Linked DNA regions of Mus musculus: all the other regions are linked to region 2. Evidence: chromatin contacts called from public HiChIP or PLAC-seq data. All regions are on one chromosome and are shown on one strand. Each heading gives the region's core, a stretch centred on a gene start, on an enhancer-like site or on the middle of the called end of the contact. The rest is flanking DNA. Distances are from core to core; before and after follow the strand shown. Region 1 holds the start of Rasgrp3 (RAS, guanyl releasing protein 3). Region 2 overlaps Ttc27 (tetratricopeptide repeat domain 27). Region 3 overlaps Rasgrp3 (RAS, guanyl releasing protein 3).

Region 1 (3,361 bases), core at 39-2,538, 620 kb before region 2:
GGAAGCCCCGGGCTCCGCACCAGTTCTGGTGGGCTCACAGTTCTGCTTTTTTAACTTTGCTATCTTCTTGCTGCAAACTCTAAACACACAAATCTCATGCAAGGAGAGGCAGAAAGAAAAGCAACCTGTTTCCTTCTCAACAACTGGCAGAGCCTACTTCTTGGTCAGTCACTGTGCTGACATCAATCAAGCGTCATTACCACGCAAAGGTGGAGGTTATCTGCCCTGGAAGCACACAGGCTCATCATTTAAACAAAAGCATTCACGTAATGCCAAGGGATGTCCCTCGGCATGTCCCCAGAAGCCTTCCAAGTTTTTGTGAGCATCATCAACTCTTTTAGGTTTATTTAATTTCCCTCCCACCTTTCCATTTCTAAGCACAAGGATATTTTTTCAAGACCCTCAAAATTTATACAGCAGAAAGGTTTTGGAAAAAAACTCAGATGTAAATAATTGCTATGAATAATTCCTGTCTCTGGAAAAGCTCAGGGCTTGGATGTTGCCTTTATGTTTTAGAAGTTCATCATTGTTTAAGAATGATTGATTAAGAAAGGAAACTTTGTACCAGATGAATTTTCATCTTCACAGCTGTACACAAAACTTAAATTTCAGCAAAATAACTTCAGCAATGGTTTGGTTGTGTTTAAAGACATGGTTATTAAGTATATTCTAAACCAGTATTCCTCAAAGAAGTGACCGACAGATTACTGACCAGCCTGACACAAAGCACAAATAGTGTCAGGCAGATGTTTTCAAAAATGACCGTCAGGGAGATTATAGATGATGCTGAGATTTAAGGAAGTCACCACAAGAAAACAACTTCCGTAAAATACACACTTGCTACCAGAAGCTCAGGATGCCATTGCTGACTCTGACGGCTGGCTACTCTTCAGAGACACAAGCAAAGCTCGTGTTACAGTTATAGTAGGACCTGCCCTCAGATCACAAATATTGCCTGTGCCCAATAAGCAAAGCCAAGGAAACGTGAGAAATAGCAAGACGCAAACTTAAAAGGGACACATACCCGAATCCGCAGTCATGTAGTCAGTGGAAGTTCACAAGAGGTGTGGATCCTCCTTTCACCAGGTTCTTGAAAGTCTCTTCAAGGTGCCTGAACCCCTCAAGATGGCTGGGCTCCCCCTGAAAGAGCTGTTGTCCCCTCCATTGCTCAAGTCCAATTCATAAGTGAAGAGGAAAAGCAAAATAATAAAAAGAAGAAGAAAGAAAGAAAGAGATTTGCAAGCCTATTCGTGCCCAACAAACCACTACCTTGAAGGGGCTAGGCTTTGAGCTCAATGAAGTAAAGGCTGTTTGGCTAAATGGCAGGCCCACTTCCTCCTATTCTTTCCCTACTTAGTTTTCCGGCCTCCAGTGGAGCGCTGTTTTTTTCCCCTTTCCTGTGCTATAAATAAGCTGCTGCTGTGAGTACCGAGGAAAGAGGAGGCAGGAAATGTATTTGATTTCAAAAGGCAGTCAGAGGTGTGTGTGTTAGGTGTGTGTGTGTGTGTGTGTGTACAGTGTGCATGTGTGTGTGCGCACGTGTGCATGTGCACACATATGCATGTATGAGTGTGTGTGTGTGTTCCTTCCAAGTCTGCACTGGTAAACACACTGAAGAAAATTTAACCTAAATAATTCAACTTTAGTGTGAGCCATTGAGTTGTGACTTAACTGGTCCCTCAGTCTCTACTTGACTAGAAGTTGTCACTTCCCACCAGCGAAGCTTGAATTCAGAAATAATAGCATTTTCTGTGTAAACTACCACGAGCAGATTCACACTGCATCCTTCATTTCCTGAAAGACAAATTTGTGGGAGTGGGGGGGGGGTGCCTGAATACCAGGAGGAAGACCTGGTTCTGTTCTGTTCTTTTGCTTTCTGTCTTATTTTTTTCTTTCCTTTCCTTTCCTTTCCTTTCCTTTCCTTTCCTTTCCTTTCCTTTCCTTTCCTTTCCTTTCCTTTCCCTTCCCTTCCCTTCCTTTCCTTTCCTCAGACAGTTTAGACGATGCCTTACTACACAGCCCAAGCTAGGCTCAAACTCGTGATCCTCTTGCCTCACCGCTCAAATACTAGGATTACAAAGTGAGCACCATGTCAGACTCATTCTCTCCTTTCATTTAAAAATATGTTGAGGCTGGAAAGCTGACTCAGCAGGTTACAAGCACTTGCTAGCAACCCTAGGGGCTAGAAAGTGTTTTCCAGTACCCATAGAATAAGCCCAGCATCCCACAAATGCCTGTAACTCCAATTCTGAGAGTGCCAACACCCTCCTCTGGCCTCTACAAAGTGACCCCTCCAGTGTGTGTGTGTGTGTGTGTGTGTGTGTGTGTGTGTGTTCACACACACATGCAGAGGAATTATAAAAGTCTTTAAGAGAAAAAGTAGAGAATTTCTTGAGTCAAAATACCAAAAAAAAGAAAGAAAAAGAAAGAAAGAAAGAAAGAAAAGAAAAAAGGAATATACCTTCTGAATCTAATATGAATGGGAAAAACAGACATAGCTTTTCTGCATTCTTGCAATCCAAATTCCCTCATATTATTGACAATGCAAGCAAACCCCAAAATAATAGCATTTTTTCCCACATAACAGACGAGCAGCTAAAACTTTTGCTAACTTCTGATACTGATATGTAGAGAAACAACCATTTGTGTAATAGTAAGTAGAAGTATAAACTGGTCTGTATTATTTTTTAAAGATTTGTTTTACTTCTAATTACGTGTGTGTGGGGGGCACACCCATGAGTTCTAATGCCACTGGATACTAGAGATGTCAAATCCAATGGAACTAGCGTTATTAGCTGTTGTGAGATGTCTGACATGGGTGCTAGGAACTAAATCCAGGTCCCCTGCAAGAGCCAGATGAGCTCTTAACCACTGGGCCAGCTCTCCAACTCTGGACTGCATTCTTCTGTGGGCAGTCCTCACCCTCAAGTTCACTCCACATACTCCAACAAGGTAATGAGATCTAGTTTATTCTGCAGATTGGGGAGTAAGTTAGGGATGGGAAAACAATTTAGTTTCAAGCACACACACATACACACACACACACACACACACACACACACTGTAGCTCTTAATTGATTATAGCTGCATATGTCATGCTTCAAATTTTTATTCAGCACCGAGAACGTAGCTTAATGGTAGAGTACTTGCTTAGTATGCTTGAGGTCCTAGGTTCAATCCCAGCACTGTAAAAACACTAAAAGTAAAAAGTCAAGCGTTATTCAGTTAAAAGAGGAGTTGAAAAACTGTACTATTCAAAGAGATCCACAAGATTCTATGAAATGCCTGTATATTGCCCAGCTAACATCTCTATCCATCTATCTCTGTACCTTTCTACACTTAACTGACTAACAAGCTGCTC
Region 2 (3,081 bases), core at 472-2,971:
ATATATGAAGTATTAATATGGCTCCTGTATCATTTACCTTTGGTTATTTTTTGCAGTTGTTTTAATAATTTGCATGCAATGAAAATCTCCAGATCAGTTAACTGTTGGCTTGCCTCTCTCAGTACAGGTAACCATCTTGGCCCTGGACTCATACAAAGCTCTCAGCTTTAAACTTCAGGGTCTCCCAGTTGCTATCAGCTGACTCACTACAATGTCTTTATTTTTTCTTTCTCAATGGAGGTCTTTAGAATCTGAAGAACTGTGGACAATGCTTAGCATGTCTTTTACTTTGTTTTTAAATTATTACTTAAATGCCCATTATCAATGATGACTGATGGGGCCAGTGAGATGGCTCAGCAAGTAATAGCATTTATCCCACAAACCAGACAACCTAACCTGAGTTTGATGGCCAGAACCCATGTCAAAAAAAAAAAAAAAAATCCAGCTGTGGGGAAACACATCTAAGGTCTACAAGCCTATTAGACGCACAGCCCGCATAGCCGGGCAGCTTTGTAAGCTAGCCATCTTGATACTCATGACAAGGGATGTACCTAAAGATGAAAGAAAAAACCAATTTCTGCAAGTTGTCTGCTGATCTCCACATGCATGCTAAGTCAGTCACACATGCATGTGTGCTCGAGTACAGGTGTACACGTACACACACACACACTGCGCGAGCACACACGCGGCACACACGCACCAATACAATATATATTAAATAAATGAGTCAAGATGCCTCAAAACTTTCACACAAGTCCTCAAAATACAGCTGAATTCTTTAAGCTCCAAAATTACTACGACTTAGCCCAGAGCTGTCAGGTGGGTAAGAAAGAGCTTAGCTTCATTACCTGCTCTGGTGGCTACACTTTTTATAAGTTTAATAATATTTATTTCTAGATATCCAAAATGAGACTGCTTCAACATGTTAATATATGAACCACTTGAGAAGTTTTATATCCGCCTTCTCCCTGCCAAGTCTTTTAAGTCTGATGTGTAACCAGGACTTGCAGCATTGCCTCTAGGAGACACAGCACTGTCTCCTCCCTTTAAAGTGAATCCACAGCCCTGGCTAAGGGACTACTGAAGTAGAAATTTCTGGTTTCTTTAACAACTCAGTCATGTCACGTGACTTTTTTGGGAAGCTATCTTGTGATATTTTACTGAAAACAAACACTTGAGAGAGCACGTGATGCCTAGAAAGAATATAAATAGAATCCCACAGACAGTGAGAGAGATATGCTCTTGCATTGTTATTTGTGTGACACTTCACTTCTTCACTGGTCTTCTTTAGACTTTGCTTTGTAGAGAGAAATGCATCAAAGAACCTCTTGTGGTATTCTGGCTGATTCTGGCCACTTCTACTGACTCATCCTGATTCAGCTAAGCCTTGCTGTTTATGTTGGACTGAGTCACCACTACTGATTTGTGTTTGGTGTTTGCTACTGAACTGGACTGCTGGTATCCTGACAACAAAGAGTGGAACTGCCTCAATGAACTACTAAACAGGTCTATAATTCTCTTTTGCTATTTTAACCTTCTTTTTTATCCCCTACCTCTGATCAGTGGGCTAGAAGGGAGGTTGAAATATTTAAGAACCCCAACTAAAGTAGGTTTTGAAAAATCTAAGAATACAGGTGGCACTCAACATGGCCTAGGCATAATGGGTAACTCTGCTACTTCTTGTATAGAGGAATAGGCAAGTTTTGATGGCTTAGCAATGTTGTGTAAGGAGGATGGCAAAATAAGAGAAACTGCCACTGGGTTGTTTCCTGCCTTGCTCCTGGAGGGGGTTCTCTGGTTTTGGTTCATAGGTTTCATGCATACCATTTTGAAAAAGATTATGGGGAAAGCTGAAAACTCAGAAGGCTCAGTCAATTCTCTTGGGTTAGAAAGGATTGCACGGTTGGCTATGCACTTAGAGTGTGTGGACAGAGGCTGAAGTGCTTGGAAAGCAAAAAGAGCCAGTGAGAGGAGAACAACACCACTGTTCGGCTTGGTGTCTGAGACAGAAATTTACCACACGATGAGAGAGGGAAGCAAACTAGGCTAGAAGACAACCTTGCCCTGCCCATGCACTTTGACTTATAGGTGCCCAGAGCACCTCCATGAGACAAGGGTTGAGGAAGAGCAAGAGGCACTACAGGGACAGGTTAGTATCCAGACAAGTGCACTGCCAGAGCATGTGCTTGGGGCTGCACAGGTACTTTCAGCTTTCCCAGGCTTTGTACAAATCTGATCTGATGATGTCATAATTGACGATGTTGTGTTGCTGCGTTAAGAGCTTGGGATGTGACTGAGCAGCCAGGGGGACAATCCATCTCATTCACTAAGGTAATACATGGCCCTGGGGAAGCCTTTATTGACTTCTTACAGATCAGGTTCAGCTATAAACAGACCAAATCAGACCCTGAAACCAGAGAGTACATTGACAGAGATCTTGGCATTTGAAAATGCAAATATTAAATGTAAGAGGTCAGTCAGTCCATTGAAAGCACAAGGAGCACCAATACACAAATGGATAAGAGAGACAATTGGTGCTGGCCTTCAGGAGCACCATGCCAATGTTATAGGAACCAAAATGCCCAGTGCTTTGTAATGAATTTGGTCATTTCAAGAAACTGTAAAAATAAAAGATTCAGGTCTCAAAATAGCAAGTGCATTAAGTCTGGAGAATATGGCATTCATAGACAAGAATAAGGAGGTTCTGGCTGCTATGAAACACAAAAGCTTCCAGGGTATTGTAGCCACTGTAGAAAGGGCAAACACTGGTCTAAAGATTGTAGGTCCAAGATATTCATAAGACATAACCTTACAGTTGGGAAACGAACCGAGCGGGCTTTCAGTTTGAGACCCTGGAGCAAACAATAAGAGCCATCTTCCTTTGGTCAGCCAGGAAATACCAAGTGGACAAGAAGATCAAAACTAAGTATTTCTGATCTTATAGATGCAGCTCAGGATCTTGCCAAAGATACATCTCTTACACTACCCCCCAAATTTCAATATTACAGGCTAACCACTGGTGTTTATGATCCTTTACTTTCAGGGATAGTAGGAATCTTGGGAAATTTTATTGTGCACCCA
Region 3 (3,089 bases), core at 550-3,049, 690 kb before region 2:
AGTGGGGCATTAAGAGGTGAAGCCCAGTGAGAAGTCTTTAAATCATGAGAGCATGCCTCCAAGGGGACTGTGGAACCTCAGCTATGTCCTCTTCCCTTTCCACTCCCCAGCCAGGAGATGAGTGATCTTGTTTTGCCACGTGCTGCCCCACTGATATGCAGCCTTACCACAGGACCAATGCAACGAAGCCAACTGTTAACAGGCAGAGCCAAAAATAAGCCTTTTCGTTCAATAAATTGATTTATACTGGGTATTTGTTATAGTGACAAATGCTGAGTAATTTCTTACCCAAGGGAGAGAGTTCCCCAACCTTGTATCTAGGAGTTGGTCATTTTTAAACTTTGGGGACATTTATAAATCTTCCATCTTTTATTTTTGAGAAAGGAAGGGACAGAGGTGGTATGGCATTTTTCTGTTCCCCACCCCAACCCCCAGGATTTATTACAGGGCCTATGTGAGCATTTACCAGGGAGATGGATGGGGAAGGTGCCAGGAGAACTAGTGATCATGGAAAGTTCCAGCATTGGCAGACAGCCTGATGCACAGAATAGGTGTTTAATGATTGTTCATTAACTTGAGTTTTCTCACTTTCTATTTTTTTAACGTGCTAAAGCATATATGGGTCACTAAAGAACACAGCCACTTGACCTGAAGAAAAAGGAACTCCTCCCTTAAATGCTGTGCTCGTGGACACGCTCTTGTGCCTCAGACAGCTGCAGTCACGTGGTTCTTAATTCAAACGCGCATGTGCTTCATAGAGTGGACACGAGACTCTAGTGGACACATAAGCTTCCTCAGGGCTCATGGTGAGGACATTGCCTTCCACATGGCATCAGAAAAAAACGTAATGTGCCTTTGCGTGTAATGGACATCCTCCTTGATTGTGGGGAGACAAGGATGATCTTAGATATACGAAGAAACTGGCTTAGGTGTCGTGACTGCTCTGCAGGTCTGTGCTGTCCAGGGGAGTCGGTGGGCCATGGCCAATGCCATAAAACTGTTTTCTTATTTTCATGGCTGTGCCATCCTGTATTTCTAGAGTTGTAGAAATGCAGAGCTCATGAATGACCACAGAAGCATGAAGAAAAAGCTACAGTTAAGATGGACTAGCACAGGTTCAAGGCAGAGGTCAAGACTTCTCACTTACGATTTTTTGCTATCACTCTGAGCTATGCAGACTTAAATATGATGCTAAATAGCTTCTACATTGTCCCTCTGTGCTCTTAAAAAAAAAGAGGTGGGCATACTCTGGCATTATTTTTTTTTTTTCATTTGCTTTTCCTAACCAAAAAGAACTGCTTCTTAGCTTTTATTTTTTAAATTCAGGTTTCCGTTTATACCATTGAACTTTCATTAAAATTTTTTTTCAGAACTTTTCTAAACATCTTCTTGATAATGTAGCTTGGTGCATGTAGGTTTTGTGTTTGTTTGTTTGTTTGTTTGGGGACTGAGCCAGGGTCTTGGGCATGCTGGCAAGTATTCTACCATGGCGAGAGCTTCCCCTTGCTTGATGCACTTAAAACTGACTTAATTTCCCTGCTTTATCATTGTCTTCTAGGTGTTGGAGACATTGCCCAAATGTAGGCACCTGTGTTATAAAGTTATACTCATAACCATAACTGTTAAAAGCACAGTCTGGAGGCAGACAGTTGAAACTGCGGACCACACTGGCTCTTCTCTTCAGACATCATCTGTCTGTTTCGTGGTTTGTAGTCTGATTGTGGTTAGAAACCTGGGCACTGATTCACGGAAACATATTTACATGGCAAATGATTAATCAATGCAGGTGCTTGAGTTATTGTGAGGTGGTTCCCCACTGGAGAACATCTTTGTGTTCGTTGTTGAATCACACAAACCCAAGACATCTGTGGTTTGACCACTTCAACGTCACACTAAAAGTACAGTTGATATTACCATTCTACTTAGGGGTGTATCCTTTAGTTGCAGTTAGTGGGTGAAGTCTGGGAGCCAGGCTCCTATTCCAACGCAGCAGTCCTAAGTAATTTAGGCTGCCAGAGCTTAAGAAGAGTCATTGCTTTCATTTTCTATGGACATCAAAAGAGAACATCAGCTCATCAACGGCAGCCGAGTTTCAGATGCTGCGCTGTTATGAAGCCAAAGGGGGAAATTGTACCTTTGCTTGTTTAAGCAAGGATAAGAGAATTTGTTTATGTTCCTTCCTTCTCAAAAACCAAGTTACCATGGAAGATGTCATCTTTTATACACCTGTTGTGTCTAAACACTAGACCTGAAGACCACCCAAACAATCTGTTACAAGTGCCTAAATAAATAAATAAATAAATAAATAAATAGAGTGGCAGTTGACAAAAGGATGTCAGACTTTTTGTCTGACACTCACCACTCCTAAGCAGAGCATTCACTCTGACTCCTGAGTTCTTAATTGTGCCAGGTACTGTGGAAGGTGCTGGGCATGTGCTAACTAAAGCACATGAACAGAAAAAGATAGTTAGTCTAACGCAGAGCAAAGCCTCCTGCAGTTGAGGCGAATGTAAAACCCAGGATAAAGCACAATAGAGTCATTCCTGCTTTGGAAGAGAACAAAGAATGCCCTGGAAAGACTCTTTAAAAAGCAGCACATGGTGGCCCATGGCTAGAACCCTAGCACTTGGGAGATTGAGGTCAAGGGGCCACAAGTTCAAGACTAGCCTGAGCTAAACAAGACCCAGTCTAAAACAAACAACAACAACAACAAAAAAATGAAAACAAGAGAAAAGTAAACAAAAACAAAAAAAGCAAGAAGTCAGCAAGACGACTCAGCAGAAAAAGGAACTCCTTCCACAAACACACCAACCTGTTTTAGCCTTGAATCTATATACAGGTAGGAAGAGAAAACAAACTCATGACGTTGTCCTTTGACCTGCACATGATTGCTGTGTTATGCTCAAGTCTCTCTCTCCCTGCTCCTCCTTCTTCTTTTTCTCCCTCCCCCTCCTTCTCTCTCTCTTCCTCTTCTTCCCCCTACCATGCACACACATAAATATAATACGAAATAAAAAGTTTAAATTAAGAATAAAGACAGAGCTGGGCATGGTGGCGCATGCCTTTAATCCCAGCACTCGGGAAGCAGA

What was found. HiChIP or PLAC-seq counts read pairs in DNA pulled down with a chosen protein or histone mark.
Region 1: an H3K4me3 HiChIP or PLAC-seq map of bone marrow-derived macrophages shows a contact between it and region 2, with 4 times the contacts expected there. The contact joins the promoter of Rasgrp3 here to the enhancer-like site in region 2. A contact is called at or near these places in 14 of 39 promoter capture datasets (the 3T3-L1 cell line, 3T3-L1-derived adipocytes, the C10 cell line and 9 more), 1 of 484 Hi-C or Micro-C datasets (cortical neurons), 2 of 115 datasets of contacts at active chromatin or transcription factors (bone marrow-derived macrophages and pancreatic cancer cells) and 1 of 9 other capture datasets (liver).
Region 3: a contact with region 2 is called in a FOXA1 HiChIP or PLAC-seq map of pancreatic cancer cells. The contact joins two enhancer-like sites. A contact is called at or near these places in 1 of 484 Hi-C or Micro-C datasets (bone marrow-derived macrophages) and 1 of 115 datasets of contacts at active chromatin or transcription factors (pancreatic cancer cells).

Annotation. Positions count from the first base shown.
Region 1 is chr17:75,433,832-75,437,192 of GRCm38.p6, reverse strand. It overlaps Rasgrp3 (RAS, guanyl releasing protein 3), which reads right to left and starts at 1,288. Exons shown (of 17, transcript NM_001166493.1): 1 at 1,025-1,288.
Region 2 is chr17:74,818,086-74,821,166 of GRCm38.p6, reverse strand. The region is part of intron 13 of Ttc27 (tetratricopeptide repeat domain 27); the gene reads right to left. Among named protein-coding and RNA genes, the nearest start is that of Ttc27, 100 kb to the right of the region's middle. Within about 2 kb of position 1,721, at least 48 of the 459 cell types and tissues checked have an H3K27ac peak or open chromatin away from gene starts, as enhancers often do. A contact at or near this core is called in the HPC-7 cell line, bone marrow-derived macrophages and pancreatic cancer cells, where this site is marked.
Region 3 is chr17:75,503,936-75,507,024 of GRCm38.p6, reverse strand. All of the region lies in intron 9 of Rasgrp3 (RAS, guanyl releasing protein 3), which reads right to left. Among named protein-coding and RNA genes, the nearest start is that of Fam98a, 46 kb to the left of the region's middle. Within about 2 kb of position 1,799, at least 22 of the 459 cell types and tissues checked have an H3K27ac peak or open chromatin away from gene starts, as enhancers often do. A contact at or near this core is called in pancreatic cancer cells, where this site is marked.